5 separate regions of the Sus scrofa genome follow, and regions 1, 2, 3 and 4 are each linked to region 5. A link is a contact called in public HiChIP or PLAC-seq and promoter capture Hi-C data. All regions are on one chromosome and are shown on one strand. The core of a region is the stretch at or near the end of the contact, and the rest is flanking DNA. Distances in the headings are between cores, read along the strand shown. Region 1 holds the start of RAB9A (RAB9A, member RAS oncogene family). Region 2 holds the start of OFD1 (oral-facial-digital syndrome 1 protein). Region 3 holds the start of TCEANC (transcription elongation factor A N-terminal and central domain-containing protein). Region 4 overlaps OFD1 (oral-facial-digital syndrome 1 protein). Region 5 holds the start of GEMIN8 (gem nuclear organelle associated protein 8).

Evidence for each region. Promoter capture Hi-C pulls out the DNA fragments that hold promoters and counts their contacts. HiChIP or PLAC-seq counts read pairs in DNA pulled down with a chosen protein or histone mark.
Region 1: an H3K27ac HiChIP or PLAC-seq map of alveolar macrophages shows a contact between it and region 5. The contact joins the promoter of RAB9A here to the promoter of GEMIN8 in region 5. A contact is called at or near these places in 2 of 5 promoter capture datasets (fetal liver and liver), 1 of 47 Hi-C or Micro-C datasets (heart right ventricle) and 1 of 2 datasets of contacts at active chromatin or transcription factors (alveolar macrophages).
Region 2: a contact with region 5 is called in an H3K27ac HiChIP or PLAC-seq map of alveolar macrophages. The contact joins the promoter of OFD1 here to the promoter of GEMIN8 in region 5. A contact is called at or near these places in 2 of 5 promoter capture datasets (fetal liver and fetal skeletal muscle), 2 of 47 Hi-C or Micro-C datasets (embryonic fibroblasts and skeletal muscle) and 1 of 2 datasets of contacts at active chromatin or transcription factors (alveolar macrophages).
Region 3: a promoter capture Hi-C map of liver shows a contact between it and region 5, with 12 times the contacts expected there. The contact joins the promoter of TCEANC here to the promoter of GEMIN8 in region 5. A contact is called at or near these places in 2 of 5 promoter capture datasets (fetal liver and liver), 12 of 47 Hi-C or Micro-C datasets (alveolar macrophages, blood, embryonic fibroblasts and 8 more) and 2 of 2 datasets of contacts at active chromatin or transcription factors (alveolar macrophages and skeletal muscle).
Region 4: a contact with region 5 is called in an H3K27ac HiChIP or PLAC-seq map of alveolar macrophages. The contact joins the enhancer-like site here to the promoter of GEMIN8 in region 5. A contact is called at or near these places in 3 of 5 promoter capture datasets (fetal liver, fetal skeletal muscle and liver), 15 of 47 Hi-C or Micro-C datasets (alveolar macrophages, brain, embryonic fibroblasts and 9 more) and 2 of 2 datasets of contacts at active chromatin or transcription factors (alveolar macrophages and skeletal muscle).

The regions. Positions count from the first base shown.
Region 1 is chrX:10,326,820-10,329,519 of Sscrofa11.1, reverse strand. It overlaps RAB9A (RAB9A, member RAS oncogene family), which reads right to left and starts at 1,376. Exons shown (of 6, transcript NM_001244747.1): 1 at 1,244-1,376.
Region 2 is chrX:10,360,023-10,362,722 of Sscrofa11.1, reverse strand. OFD1 (oral-facial-digital syndrome 1 protein) reads right to left here and starts at 1,320. Exons shown (of 23, transcript XM_021079582.1): 1 at 1,112-1,320. The region is part of intron 1 of TRAPPC2 (trafficking protein particle complex 2); the gene reads left to right.
Region 3 is chrX:10,292,238-10,294,937 of Sscrofa11.1, reverse strand. It overlaps TCEANC (transcription elongation factor A N-terminal and central domain-containing protein), which reads right to left and starts at 1,262. Exons shown (of 2, transcript XM_003134933.4): 1 at 1,110-1,262.
Region 4 is chrX:10,403,257-10,405,956 of Sscrofa11.1, reverse strand. It overlaps OFD1 (oral-facial-digital syndrome 1 protein), which reads right to left. Exons shown (of 23, transcript XM_021079582.1): 14 at 1,778-1,908; 15 at 1,135-1,246. Among named protein-coding and RNA genes, the nearest start is that of TRAPPC2, 39 kb to the right of the region's middle. Within about 2 kb of position 1,391, at least 1 of the 83 cell types and tissues checked has an H3K27ac peak or open chromatin away from gene starts, as enhancers often do. A contact at or near this core is called in alveolar macrophages, where this site is marked.
Region 5 is chrX:10,669,836-10,672,563 of Sscrofa11.1, reverse strand. GEMIN8 (gem nuclear organelle associated protein 8) reads left to right here and starts at 1,377. Exons shown (of 5, transcript NM_001244865.1): 1 at 1,377-1,503.

The DNA.
Region 1 (2,700 bases), core at 127-2,626, 340 kb after region 5:
GAACCTCTATATGGTGTGGGCACGGCCATAAAAGGACAAAAAAAAAAAAAAAAAAAAGGAGGAGGAAATTTACTACGACGTCCACACAAAAATATTCAAAGCACTGACAGTGAGAGTTCGACACAAGTACTATCACTTCCACCTAAGCTCTTAAAAGAGAAACGAAGAAAGTCTTCTTAAAAGTCCCTTGCTGAAAAGCACTGGGCTTCCTTCATCTCTGGTTTTGTTCCACTGTAGCTTTTGAGACTACAGGCAATTTAGGGATTTTCCATGACAACGATGCAAGTGACAGGAAGACAAATACGACAAAAAAATTTTTTTCAATTAATTTTTAAAAGCAACAGAAATGTACTGATTTTATCAGACCACCGAAATCCTATAAAGAGTATGGTCACGTGACAATTTGGAACCTCGCAGAGGTCATTCCTCAAAAGAACACTGGTCACGGGATGTGTCATCGCTTGAAAAGGAGAAAAAAACAAACAAACAAAAAAACCCACCGAAAACCTAACTGACTCCACAACTATTTGGTCAACACTTACAATTGTCATCTTGCCTCCTTGTTGGAAGAAAGGAAGGTACATGATATCGAAACCTTAGCCAGAGTGTGAATCCGATAACGCCCCAAACCGCCTCCAGCCCCAGGGTTTGGCTTTACATTCCCAACTCCCCTCGCGAGGGGCCCTAACACCTTAGCAAAGGTTCACCTGGGAAGCAGGTCAGAGGTCGCCAATATCGAATCGTGGGCGCCTCCGCTTTCCCTCTGTGACTCGTGCGGGAGTGGGGAAGGTTGGGGGCTGTGGGTGTTGTCCCGGGTGCCTGAGTGGCTCTGTGTGTGTGTGTGTGTCCCCGGCGGTGGCATGTGGCCTCTTCCCCACCCCCCCCCCGTGGGTTTGTGTGGATGGGCCCCTCTCCCTGGGTGTTCGGGTGTGTCCTCAGGTGTTTACTGATCTCTTTCCCCGTGTGTGTGCGTCCCCGCGTGTTGGGGCGAGTGTCCGTCCCTCTCCCGGGTGTGTCGGTGTACGACCCCGTCTTTCCACCTACGTCAGTCAATAGGCGGCAGGGGGCAACGAGCCATTCCCCCGCCCCGTCCCGGGGCAGGCGAGGGACTCGTGCAGGCCGCGCGCGCCCCCTGCCCCAAAATCCCGAGGCCCAGGCCGCACTCGGGGCCCGCGGGCTCCGCTCAGACCCTGACGCCCGCGCAGGCGGCCCCGGCCCCGAGGGAAGTCCGCGCCCCGCTCACCTCGCGGCCACACGAAGGACGCCCGGGAGCTCCGAGCCGCCCCGTCCAGGTGTAATGAGGAAACAGAGACGGTCGACGACAAGGCGGACAGGCCACCTCGGCTGCACTGCCCAGGTCCGACTCCGGTTGCTCTGGTCCAGCACAGAGGGAACAACATGGCGACGGGCCGGGGCGGGGCCTGGCCTGATGGGCGGGGCCGGGGCGGGGCGGGGGAACCCGGTGAAGGAGAGGCGGGGCCCGGGGAGGCCGGGCAAGGCCTGGTTGGCGGGGTCGGGGACAGAAGGGGGCGGAGGCTCAAAGGAGGCGGGGCCCCGAGGTCGCCTCCGCCCCGCCCTCACCCACTCTGCCTGTCTGTTATAGCTAAATCACGGGTTTTCTTTGGGTCGACTATTCCTCCTGTCCCCCGGCTGCGTTCTGGCGGCGAGAGTGAGCATGAAATAATAGTTCTCTTCAAAAGTTGACCTAAAGTGGAAATAAAGAGATCACATAAACACGGTCACAGAATGCTGTGCTTACAATGAGAAACAAATGAGCAAATAAACGAAAAGTGAAAACAGCTGGGATATTGTGGCGTAACAGGAATTTTGTTAATTAAAATTAAAAATTTCCTTTCTGTTGATAAAGTACTACCTCTGTCCTCTCTAAATATAAAGAAATAGTGGGAAAATTAGGAATTGAGGAAGCTCTTCTTAATTCCTTATTCTAGGTATGGAATCAAGCCTTCCCATACAGTGAGAAGGATCTCACTTTTATTATTCGCTGGGCCCATGATCATTAACCTCTAGCTCTTTAGGAAGTCATTTTCAGGTAATGAATCTAATTAGTTTTTTCACTAAAAAGGTTCTATTTGAGAGAGTCTGTCACAAGTATAAAAGACAATTTTAGAATACTTGTGAAAGTGAGGCATGTAATACAGACTGAGTTCTAGTTTGAGCTTAAACGAATTTTTCTTTTATAGAAAAAAAACTTATCCATGCAGGGTATTTCCCCAAGGAAATATGAGTAAAGCTTTATAAAATACAGATCTAATGAAAATAGGGAGGAGGAAGAGATATTATCATTATTTAAGACATAATTAAAACTACACAATAAAATATATCAGAGCATTGGAGTTTTAATTTTCCAAAGGGAAAAAAGATACATAGTGTCAAATACATTGGACTAAATAGCAACAAGCAATCCATAGGATCACTAAGGAAATGCTACCTGAAAATCATATCTCATAATCATTAAGGAATGATGGAATAAGAGTTTATCTCTGCAACCATTAATACCAACCAGCTATTAACAGATACACTTAGGGAATTATTGTACCTTCACTTATCTAAGAGTTTTCAAAAAAGGGCCCTAAGAAGGTGCTATAAGTGATTCTCAGGTTGTTCCAAGATGTGAGTGAGGCATATAAACATATCTGAGTGTAGCCATGATTTGCACCTGAAGAAAGAAAAAGGTAAATT
Region 2 (2,700 bases), core at 71-2,570, 310 kb after region 5:
TACACCACAGCTCACGGCAACGCCAAATCCTTAACCCACTGAGCGAGGCCTGTGTCCTCATGGATACTAGTCCGGTTCATGACCACTGAGCCACGACGGGAACTCCTGAAAATCATTCTTTGAGAAGACTGCAATTCTGCACACCTGTGTCCTCTGGCCGTTAGGTACCAGGTGCTTGAGGTAATCGACCTTCTCCCTTGCTTTTTCCTGATTGTAGCCTAGAAAGGCTTTTGTTTTCTTAACGTATTTATTCCACAGATGTCAGCTCGTTTCGGGCTTTTGCCCTTCTGGTGCTAGCCTCAGTTTCCCGGTCCTTTTTTCTGCTCCTTACTAGTTAGGGCCCTCCTCCTTACGTCCTACACACGTGCTCTTCCACCTCAGGCAAGTCCTTGTTGAGTCCTTCAGTTGCCTCTCTTGAAAGTAGCTGTCACTCCATCCACCAGAGACTGCTGTTTTCACCACAGGTGGGAGTGCTGTCCCTTGGAAGGGAGGGTTTCTTCATTGGCACCTTAATAACCTTAACACCTTCTCACAAAGGTGTAGCTTGTGACTTGAACACAGGTGTCATCAATCAGGCCCCTGAGGGCCTTAAAGGGCCTCGGCACTGAAGCTTCCAGAAGGTTCTCTCCCTTACAGAGGCCAATTATTCCTTACCCCCGCCCCCCACCCATGCCTCCCGTTCCTCCATTCCCCTTCCTGTATTCCAACATCATACTCCGTTCCAGACACACACACACACACACCCTTCTGTGAGCTCTGAGCACTTTTTATGTGCTCAGCTGCTGTGGGTAGAGGGGATACTTGCTGGAAAAGCACAGTGGCGGTTCTCTTCAGACTCACCCCACATATTGCTCTGAGTGGCTTCACCTCCGGGTACCACTGCCAGCCTCCCACACCCCCTCTTTCCACAGGGCCTTGAAACCCGAGTCCCATGGTAAACAAACTCCTTGTGTCCCCACTCTGTGGAGGACGCACCTTCTACTTTTCTGCTGGTACTTACTTTTTCTTATACCCGCAGATTTTGCAGCTTGACGGTGTTAGTTTGCTACTACGGCCTTAACAAGTTACCACAAGTTCAGTGTCTTAAAAACAACACACATTAGCAGCTTACCGTTCTGTAGCGTAGAGGTCCAACCCGAGTCTCACTGGGCTGCAGTCCTTTCCGGAGGCGCTTGAGGAGAACGGGTGTTCTCGCCCTCTCCAGCTTCTCGAACCTCCCGCGTTCCTTGACTCGCGGCCTCTTCCTCCGTCTTTGTAGCCGGCCTCGCCGTCGCTCCCTGGGCCACCTCCCACAGCTCCGCCCCGCGCGGGGCGGGCCCGCCCCCTTTCCCTTTAAGGCCCCAGCGGAGGCCCCGGGGCCCCGCCCCGCCGCCCCAGCTCCGCCCCGCCGCCCCGGCTCCGCCCCGCCCGCTGGCCGGGCTGCTGCTGAGCGGCCTGAGCCCTTTGCCCGGTAAAGCAGCCCGCACAGGCTCCCGGGTTCAGGGTGTGGGCCCCTTGGGGAGGGGCGGCTGTTCTGGCTCCACCGCATTTTCAAACTCGGCCTGTCCCTTTTCCTCCCTCTTCCTTCCCTTTCCTCCTCCCTTTCTCGGTGAAGAGCAGCGTCGCCTTGCTGTTCCCCTGCGTCGCCTCAGCCACACGTGCGGAAACATCCTCGGTTCTAGCCTCTTCGAAGCCTCAGCTCCCGGTTAGGCCAGTGCCAGCTCTGCAGCGACCCCCGCTCCTCGAGGCCCTGGAGATGCTGGGAGGGCCCCTGTTTCAGCGAGGGGAAGGGTGAGCCGGGGAGCAAGCCTCCCTCCTCCCAGACAGCACGCTGCCCAGCGTGGGGCCCGGCTCGGCGCCCGCCCCGCCCTGTAAGCCCCAGTCCCTTCCTGAGACTCGGCTTCCTTTTCCCCCACTTCCCCTTCCAGCTTCTCCTCGTCAGAGGGACGGAGCTGCCTGCCTGGCTCTTCAGCTGCGTGTGGGGTAACACCGTGGGCAGCTTGCTGTGGCGCCTTTATGCCGCATGGCCCGCAGCCCCCTTTCTGCGGCTGCTCCCGCGCTTCTGAGCCCGGGGCTTCTCTCCCAGGCGTCTAGGTGTGTGTGTGTGTGCGTGTGGAGCGATCTTCCTTATACTATATTGTCTTGTGCAGCTTCTTAAATGTGTGTAGGGGCAGACATAATTTCCTTACAGGATTTTTTTCCCCTGCTGCTGCTTCAGTGTTTGTTTGGAAGAAAGTAAGCCCTCCCCTTGGCAAACTCCAGCTATGAAACCTGTTCCAGCAGGAATGGATGATGTCACTGTGCACCTTGTTAAGTTTCAAGCTCCCATCCCTCTCCCTTCACTTTTGCTTGAGAATTATTGCCAGTTCGCCTCCTTCCCCATAGCTTTTGTATCGCTCTCGCCTTTTGTGTCCAGTTTTACTTTTTCTCATCTTTCCCTTAAAACAGGGACCACCATGTTCTGTAAAGGGCCAGATGGTCTCTGGGTGACGGCCCCCCTCTGCTGCTGTGGGCAGAAGCAGCCTTAGATGACAGTGGCAGGGAGAGGACGGCCCAGGCCAGATAGGCCCACAGACGGTGGTGTGCCAGCCCCTGCCCCAAATAACCTTTTCCGTCTGACTCACCTCGTCATGCCAGGAGAGTCTCCTATCTGCCTTTTCTGCCAGTTGCAGAGTGAAAAGTGCCAGCTGTGCCCTGGTTCTCTCTATGAAACGTTGTTTG
Region 3 (2,700 bases), core at 13-2,512, 380 kb after region 5:
CAAACTGAGACAGTTTACATTCTCTTTTTCATACTAATTCTCCCAAATTCACTATTTTACACTCAAAGCACATCTCAATCTGTCCATTTTAGGAGCTCAATAGCCTTGAGGAGCTGGCCGTTACTGCACTGAACAACACAGTTCTAGAACATACTCTAGTATAGACAATGCTGATATACACCTATACCCCTCGCTTCTGAATACATATCAAAAATAGAGTTTAGGAGTTCCCTTGTGGCACAGCAGGTTAAAGATCCCATGTTGTCACTGCAGCGGCTTGGGTCACTGCTGTGGTGCAGGATCACGTGCCTGGAGGCACAGGCAAAAATAAATAAATACATAATGCTAAGAAACAGAATAGGCAATTAGAGTGATTCTAGAGCCCTGCTTTAAAAATTAAAAAAAGAGTTTATACAGTGCCAGCAAGAGTAAGCCCTAGGTATCTGTTGAGTGACTGCATGTAAAAGCTTGTAAATATTAACTGACATGATGGTACATGGTTAAAGTGCACATGTCCACCCTAAACCCTGAGAAGAAGAGCAAAGAGAAATTTCCAAAAGCTAGTAACAAATGAGCAATAACCAAGATCTGTTTATATCTCTATGTCTAAGGTCTAAAGAGAAATTTTAAGTTTCTGGCCATAACCCACATACGCCTCTCTAGCTACACAGGGAGCCCCTTCCTCTATGGAGAGAAACGATGCCAAACGTTGGTAGAGGACTTGCAGTTTCTCAAGTCACACAATACTGTGCTAGGGCTCTTTCACTTTATGACGACCCCTAGTAAAGGTGCAGCGATGGGAAGGAACCAGCGCCAAGGGTCCACTCTGGCCCAAGTTCGGGTTTCAGTGGGTGGGGTGGCGCGACAAAAGAGGGCTGCTACAAGCCATCCAAGGATGACAGCCTGGCATCCAGCACACAGGCAGCAGCGGCCCCCAGGGATCTGCCCATCCCGAAGACCTCGGCTGGAAGGGGAAGACAGGCCGCTTTGGGGCATCCCCGTCCCTGAGGGCACCGAGAGCCTCCCCGGGCAAGGGGAGGCTTACTCTGGGAACAAGGCCCGCCTTTCTGCAGGAGCAGAGACACCAAGCAACCCACAACCGGGCTCACCAAGAAGTGCGGTCCAGACCGGGAGCCCTCGGAGCTCTCCCCCATCCAGTGGGAACTTCCAGGTCCCGGGGCGGGACCACAGAGGCTCACCCAATCCAAGCCCACCGGCTGGGAGCACGAACCCAGCGCCCTGCGCATGCGTACTAGGGAAGTGGCGCCTGCGCAGGGCGATCGGTGGGCGAGGGGACGCCCCGCCTTCTAGGAGGTCACGTGGCCAGGGCCCACAGTCGGCCCCTGGGCTTGAGCGAAAGGAAACTACGCGCGTTATCGCTTTTGAGCGGCCAAGTTTGTTGAGCTACTCTATAAAGTACGGTTCCTGCTTTAAGAGGTGCTCAGAAGTTCCCCTTGTAGCTTGGCTGGTTAAGAACCCGACATAGTGTCTTAATGAGGATGTGGCTTCAATCCTTGACCTGGCTTAACCAGTCAAGGATCTGGTCAAAGATCTGGCGTTGCCACCAGGCTGCAGTGAAGGTCGCAGGTACGGCTGCGATCTGGCATTTCTGTGGCTGTGGTGTAGCAGCTCCAGTTGGACCTCCTAGCCTGAGAACTTCCATATGCCTGCGGGTGCAGTCATAAAAAGAAAAAAAAAAAAGGTGCTCAGCTAAATGTTCACAAAACTGGACAAAAATGTGAATCATCAGTATATTTCATGCAGTGATAAATTCAACCAGTACTTAGGGCACCCCTCGCATGGCTCTGTTGATATGAAAATAGAAGACATCCATTAGGTAGACTTGTGCATCCGGCACGCCCCACCTGTACACAGTCTTTCCCTGCAAGGATCCAATAAAGACAGAGTGATGATAGAACTAGACAAAGTGGCAGCTTTCTCTGCTAATCAGAGGAAGGTTCAAGGAAGCAGGGCTTTGCTCCGAACTGGATGCTGTTAGGAAGCAGAGTGACTCTGTGAGCAATATGATAAACCTTACCTAGGAGGGAAGACACGACTGAGACAAAAGCTGTGATTAGTAAAGTGGCAGCAACAATCCATTTTAAAACTGTTGAAATACTGCAGGTTTATCCTAGATGTAATTCAAAAGATTCGTTTCAAAAGGCTATTCCTATAAAATAGTTTCTGTCACAAGAACAAAGCGAGACACCTTTTAATCTAATTTACTGCTGTGTAGGGTGTAAGTAAGAAGAAACTTATTTTTTTCTCACCAGTGCCTTGAAATAAGGTGTGTTGGCTCTCCCCTGCCGCTTGACTGCGCTATGGCTGGAGCTTGAGGCTTGAGCAAATCCCACAGCTTTGCTTTCCTTTTTCTCTTTTTCCTTCCAGTTTTATTGAGATATAATTGACATACAGCACTGTGTAAGTTTAACATGTATAGCATAACGATGTGACTTACATACATCAGGGAATGATTACCCCAATATGTCTAGTAAACATCATTTCACATAAACATGAAATAAAACAAAAAAAGTTTTTTCCTTGTAATAAAAACTCTTAGTATTTCCTTTTTTTTTTTTCTTTTTCTGCATTACCTGCAACATATGGAAGTTCTTGGGCCAGGAATTGAATCTGAGCCTGAGCTGTGACCTACGCCACAGCTGCAGCAACGCCAGATCCTTAACCCACTGTGCAGAGCCC
Region 4 (2,700 bases), core at 142-2,641, 270 kb after region 5:
GCTGTGGGCAGTTTGGCAAACGCCAAGGTATGGAGAGAAAATGAGGAAAGAAAAGAGCAGAGATGATAAAGTGACAGAAATCAAAGTGGCGTGGGGACAAGGGGCCAAGGGCCTGAGGAGGAGAAGTGCAAATGGGAACCAAGGAAGGCTCAGAACCATGAACACAGGGAAACTTGAGCCGAGCGTGAAAGCAGCTAAACAAAGCATACAGGCTGTGGCAGACCTGGGAGAAGTAGGAGGGGCAGCAGCATCCATCCACTGGAGACCCAGGAATAAAACGATAGCAGGGCCCACTGCCCGAGGGTTTATATGCACTGGGCACTGTACTGCAGCCCATCCCATTTCCCCTCCATCCTCCACAGCCCGGGAGGTATTATTATGCTTGCTACAAAGGGGGAAACGGAGGCCCAAGGAAGTTAAAAGGAATATGTCTGAGGCCCAACAACCAACTTCAAAATTGGGGACCAAAACCAATTTTCCAATTCCAGCAGCAGTGCTCTTTTTGCCAGGCCACCCTGCCTTTCCAGCGGATGTATGCGTTTATCAAGGAGTGTCTAACACCACTGAAGAGTAGGTTGATCTTACTGTCAGGATGACAAATAAAAAAGGAAACTCCCTAGGTCCAGAGGCAAACTATTACATATGGGATGGATAAACAACCAGGTCCTACTGTACAGCAACAGGGATTTAATATTTAATACCCTGTGATAATCCACAATGGAAAAGAATACGAGAAAGAATATGTATGTAAAACTGAGCTACTTCGCTGTACAGCAGATATTAACACAACATTATAAATCAACTATTATACTTCAATAAATTTTAAAAGACAGAAAGCAAGCAAGCCTAGGTCCAGGGTGAATTTGGGGACCTCTGCATCACCACCACACCCTTCCTATTTGCGGAATGAAACTCTCCCATGCGTGGGGCACCTGTGAGAAGTCACTCTAAGTGATGACCTGACTGTTACCCCTGAAATGGACAGGCAGTTTGACTTCTAAGAGAGAAGCTGTTTCTATAGCTTATTCCCTACTATGAGAATTACTATGAATTCAGTGAGTAATAAGCCTTACATTTGCACAAATGTCAGAAGTTTCATGCACAACACACTTTTAGGATAAAAATGTCTCTAACCTGTCTCAGTTTGTTTAAGCTGCAACTTTAAGTCAGTAACCTGCATAGTTAACCTCTTGACAGAAGCATCGTAATCCAGTATCTGGGCCTTCAGCTGGGCGGAATGCTCAATCTGCAGAGATTTAGAGAAGGGAAAGAAATCAACTCGAAACCCATCACAGCTCACTTCGAAGGAACAGTTCTCATACTGGGCTTACACCCTTTGTTTGCTTGGTCAATTCTGAGCAGCTTTACAGCCCATAACCCATGACATCCCTATAAAGTAACAACAGACCACACAAGTGTCCACTTCCTCTTGCACCCATATCCGAGCAGCTACTCCAGGGCCTGGGCAAACTCCAGAGAGGGAAGCAGTATTTCCAAGGCACGGGGTGAGAAGTGAGACACTGCTACTGTGAACAGCATCAGGACCTGGGGAATTTTGTCTTTAGCTGTGTCTGCTTGCCTTTGGATTTCGCGACTATTACGAATACCAAGTCACACAATCACTAGAGCATTCTCTCGGATGGAAACGAGACCTTTAGCATCTCGGGGGATCGCCGATGTAAGAAAGACTCTTATTTACACTGGTGTGGTGTGCATCAAGTTCACACATCCAAGCAGCGGACTGGCCTGACCCCTGGGCCCGAGGAGAGATACTCACTTCGCTTTGCAGCTGTTTTTGAAGAGCTTGCTTGTGGGTTTCAAACTCCTTATGCTCAAGCATGATAGCATTTTCTGCTTTCTTTAATTCTTTCTGGAAAATCACCAGCTCAGGAGATGGCTCAGTTATGCCTAAGCGGGCAAAAAAGCCTGGTCATTACCAACCCCGAGTTTTCTCATTTAATTCACAGAAGTAGCTCAAGCGGTTTCATATTGTTCTTCCTTTGCTTTGTATGCACACAATATTGAATTTATTCTATCAAAAGAACTATGAGCAATTCTGACTCACAAATTTCAAAACACAATTAATGCATATAAATGCCTATTTTACTACTCTCAAATCATACTCCACGTAACAGAATCCTTTCTAATTCTCAAATTAACTTGAAAGCCCGCCTCCCCACCCTCTTCCATACAGAGGCAGAGACGGAATGCTCTACCGAAACCCGTCAATATTGCGCTGAGTTTCAATTCAATCTGTGCATCTGCCAATGGCTCTCAGGGTCCAGGCAGAAAGCAGATGCCGTCCCTCTGCACAAAGCATCTCATGAGCAAGTGAGACCAGATTAAGCACCAAGGCAAGAAAAAGATTGCCCAGATCTTGTCAATTCATCACTCTCTTTCAGTCAGTCTTCCCTAAGTTTCATGGAAGTTTATTATGTCTTCGGCTTGGACATCACAAAGGAAGGGGATGAGATGGCGGAGAAGGACTTGAGCTCACCTCCTCTCACAAAAACATCAAAATCACAACTAACTACTCAACACCCATCGACTAAAAAGACTAGAACCGACCAAAAAAGGTATTTTACATCCAAAGACAAAGAAGGTGCAATGAGACAAAGTGCTCTCACAGGAATACGAGTTCTGATCCCCGTGTCAGGCTACCTAGCCTGAGGGTCTGACATCAGGAGGAGGTGTCACCAG
Region 5 (2,728 bases), core at 128-2,627:
ATAATTTATTGTCTGTGCTAATTACTATTGTCCAACAGACATATATAATTATATAATGCATGCCCCATATAGAATGTTTAATGTTCTTGTAGCCACATTTATAAAGTAAAAAGAAAAAGGTAAAATTAATTTTTATACAAAATACGGTTTTTGGCCTATGGAAGTTCCTGGGCAAGGAACTGAACCACCACCACAGCAGCAACCCAAGCCACTGTGCCTCAAGAGAACTCCCAATTTGTATATTTTATCCAACCTAAACAGTCCTTCCTTAACATGTTGTCACTATTTAAAAATGAGATCTAGTCTTTTTCTCAAACGAATTCTATAATATCCACTGTGTAATATACCCTTACAGCCCGCCTCAATTCAGACTACATTTCAAGCTATCCACTCATGTTAGGAATCTAAGTTGTTTTCACTCTCCACTTTTTTTTTTTTTTCATGTTTCTTGGCATTTTTTTCAGTTACCTGCATCTTTTTTTTTTTTTTTTTTTTTTTTTGGTCAAATAGAAATTTGTTCACAAAGTTTCCATAACTCTATTTGGTTTCGTTTCTATTTATAGTTTCCTTTTTTTTAATTAGTGTATTCAGTATAATAACTTTATTTTCCACTTTTTCAAATAATTCTGCAATGAGCATCCGGTTTACGTCTTTTTCTTCCTTGGAATAAATTCTCAGAAGTGAACATTCTAGTATAAAAATATGCCCCCTTTTAGGGCTTTTGCAGCATTTTGCCAAATTGCCCCAGAAAGGATGTGCCAGTCTTTGAGTGGAGTATGCTTAGTTATTAATGATCCTCTGCGACGCTAACAGAACAGGTATTGCTGATAATGACTGTGATTTTTAAAAATGCTAATAAGCACTAATTTATGTTTATCAGGCACCAGCCACTCTGCACTATTAGTCACCTCTACGGGGCGAGAACCTGCGGCTTAAGGAAGTTAATAAACTAAGGGCTAGAAGTGGACTCAAACTCTGATCTGGGTGACTATTTTCAATGGCTGGGCGTCTCTCCCTGGGGCCACGAACACCCTCCCTTTTAGTTGAAAAGGGAAAGGCTAAGTAAACACCAGGGAACGAAGGTGAGAAAACTGAGAGAAGGGCGAAAAGCTAAAAGCCGCGGAACTGCTGCGGGGACCGCAGCCGCGCAGAAACGACCCTCACCTTCCCGCCTTAACGCCCGACCCCAGCACAGGGGAGGGTCTACAGCCGCGCGCCTCAATCTGGAGGCGAAACCCTACACCGGCGATCCCGACGCCCCGCCCCAAGGGGAGGAGCTTCATTCCCAGCCAGTTCCCCGGCGTGGCGCGGAACGCGGCGAGGACGTGACGTTGACATCGAGGGGCGGGACTTCCGGCGCTGCGCGGCGCGTCACCCTTACCGGAAGCCCACGTGTAGTCGCCCCGGCAACAGCCTCTCCTGCTCCCCGCATCCTCAGTTTCCCACCGGAAGTAGGTCCCTGCTCGCCCACCGCCCAGGATCCTCAACTTACGCGCCCTCGAGGTGACTTCGGGGGCGGCTGGGTTTCATTTGGGGAATGAAGGAGGGTCTTGCAGGCTTCTGAGCCTGGCTTTCTCTGAGGCCAGGAGAGCTGAGGGCTTGGCCGTCACGTTGTCGTCATTATCATCCTGAGGCAAGAGGTGGACACAGGCCCATGAGATCCCTAAATCGTTGGTTAATTGTGAGAAGGAACTGGTTCCAGAGCCTCTTGGCTCTGCCATGCACGAAAATCACTGGATGACTTAAATGCGCAGTTAAGTTAAATTTGAATTGCGCGAAGTGGGGCTCAGGCATTGGTAATTTTATTAAAGCTACCCAGGCGATTTTAATGTGCCGGGAAATGCTACGTTACACTGTCTGGAAAGTGAAATCAGACTTTGCCCACCCAGACCTGTATCAGAAGATCGCCCCGGTCAGCTTCATCCTTAGAGGGATGTCCAGAATATTGGCCCCATCTACTCAAAAATTGTTGTTTTCTTTCCCCTTGCACGTTGACCTCTGTGGGAGGTCAGAGGTTTTGATGGAAGTCATCTGGAGAGCATTTGGCCACCTGTGGTCCTCTCTGCACCTTACTTGTGGTGGAGAGTGTCCTTTCCCACTTTTCTTTCTTAGTAGTTAGGTGGAGTTGAACCAGTAGCCAACAAAGTACCTTTTAGCTCTGAAACCCTGAGAGTCCCTTAGAACAAATCAGAAGTTTCTGAAGAATTTTATTTCTTTCAGGAATGATTTTTAAAGTTGTTTCACAGGCTAGGTTCTGTATTCAGCTGTTTTGGACCTTAAGTCAGAACATTACCTGAAAGTCTCAAGATTAGTAACACAAGTAACGTTTCTGCAGTTACTTACTTTCAGCGTTCCCATGAATTGTGGAGTGGCAGTAATCTTTAAAAGTACAGTTGATACTAATGTAGTTTATAGGAATAACAGTCTCTTTGGGGTGGCACTGTGAACAGAAACCATGTATTTTAAAAGACTGTTGGCTAGTAAGTAACTTTGGATAGGCATAGCTGAAGGCAAGTTTACAGTAAGGTGTACAGATCTTCTCTGTGTTTGTGGCTGTCTTGGAAAAGGATATAAACTAAAGCTCCAGAGAGAATTTTCATTCTAAAAGTGTTTTACAGATGGTGAAGGATTATTTTGGTTTTTAGGATGCCACATTTAAGGATAGGATGGGATGATAAGGATAGATAGGGAGGGAAAAATGAACAAATAACCAAAGAGTAGAGGTCGG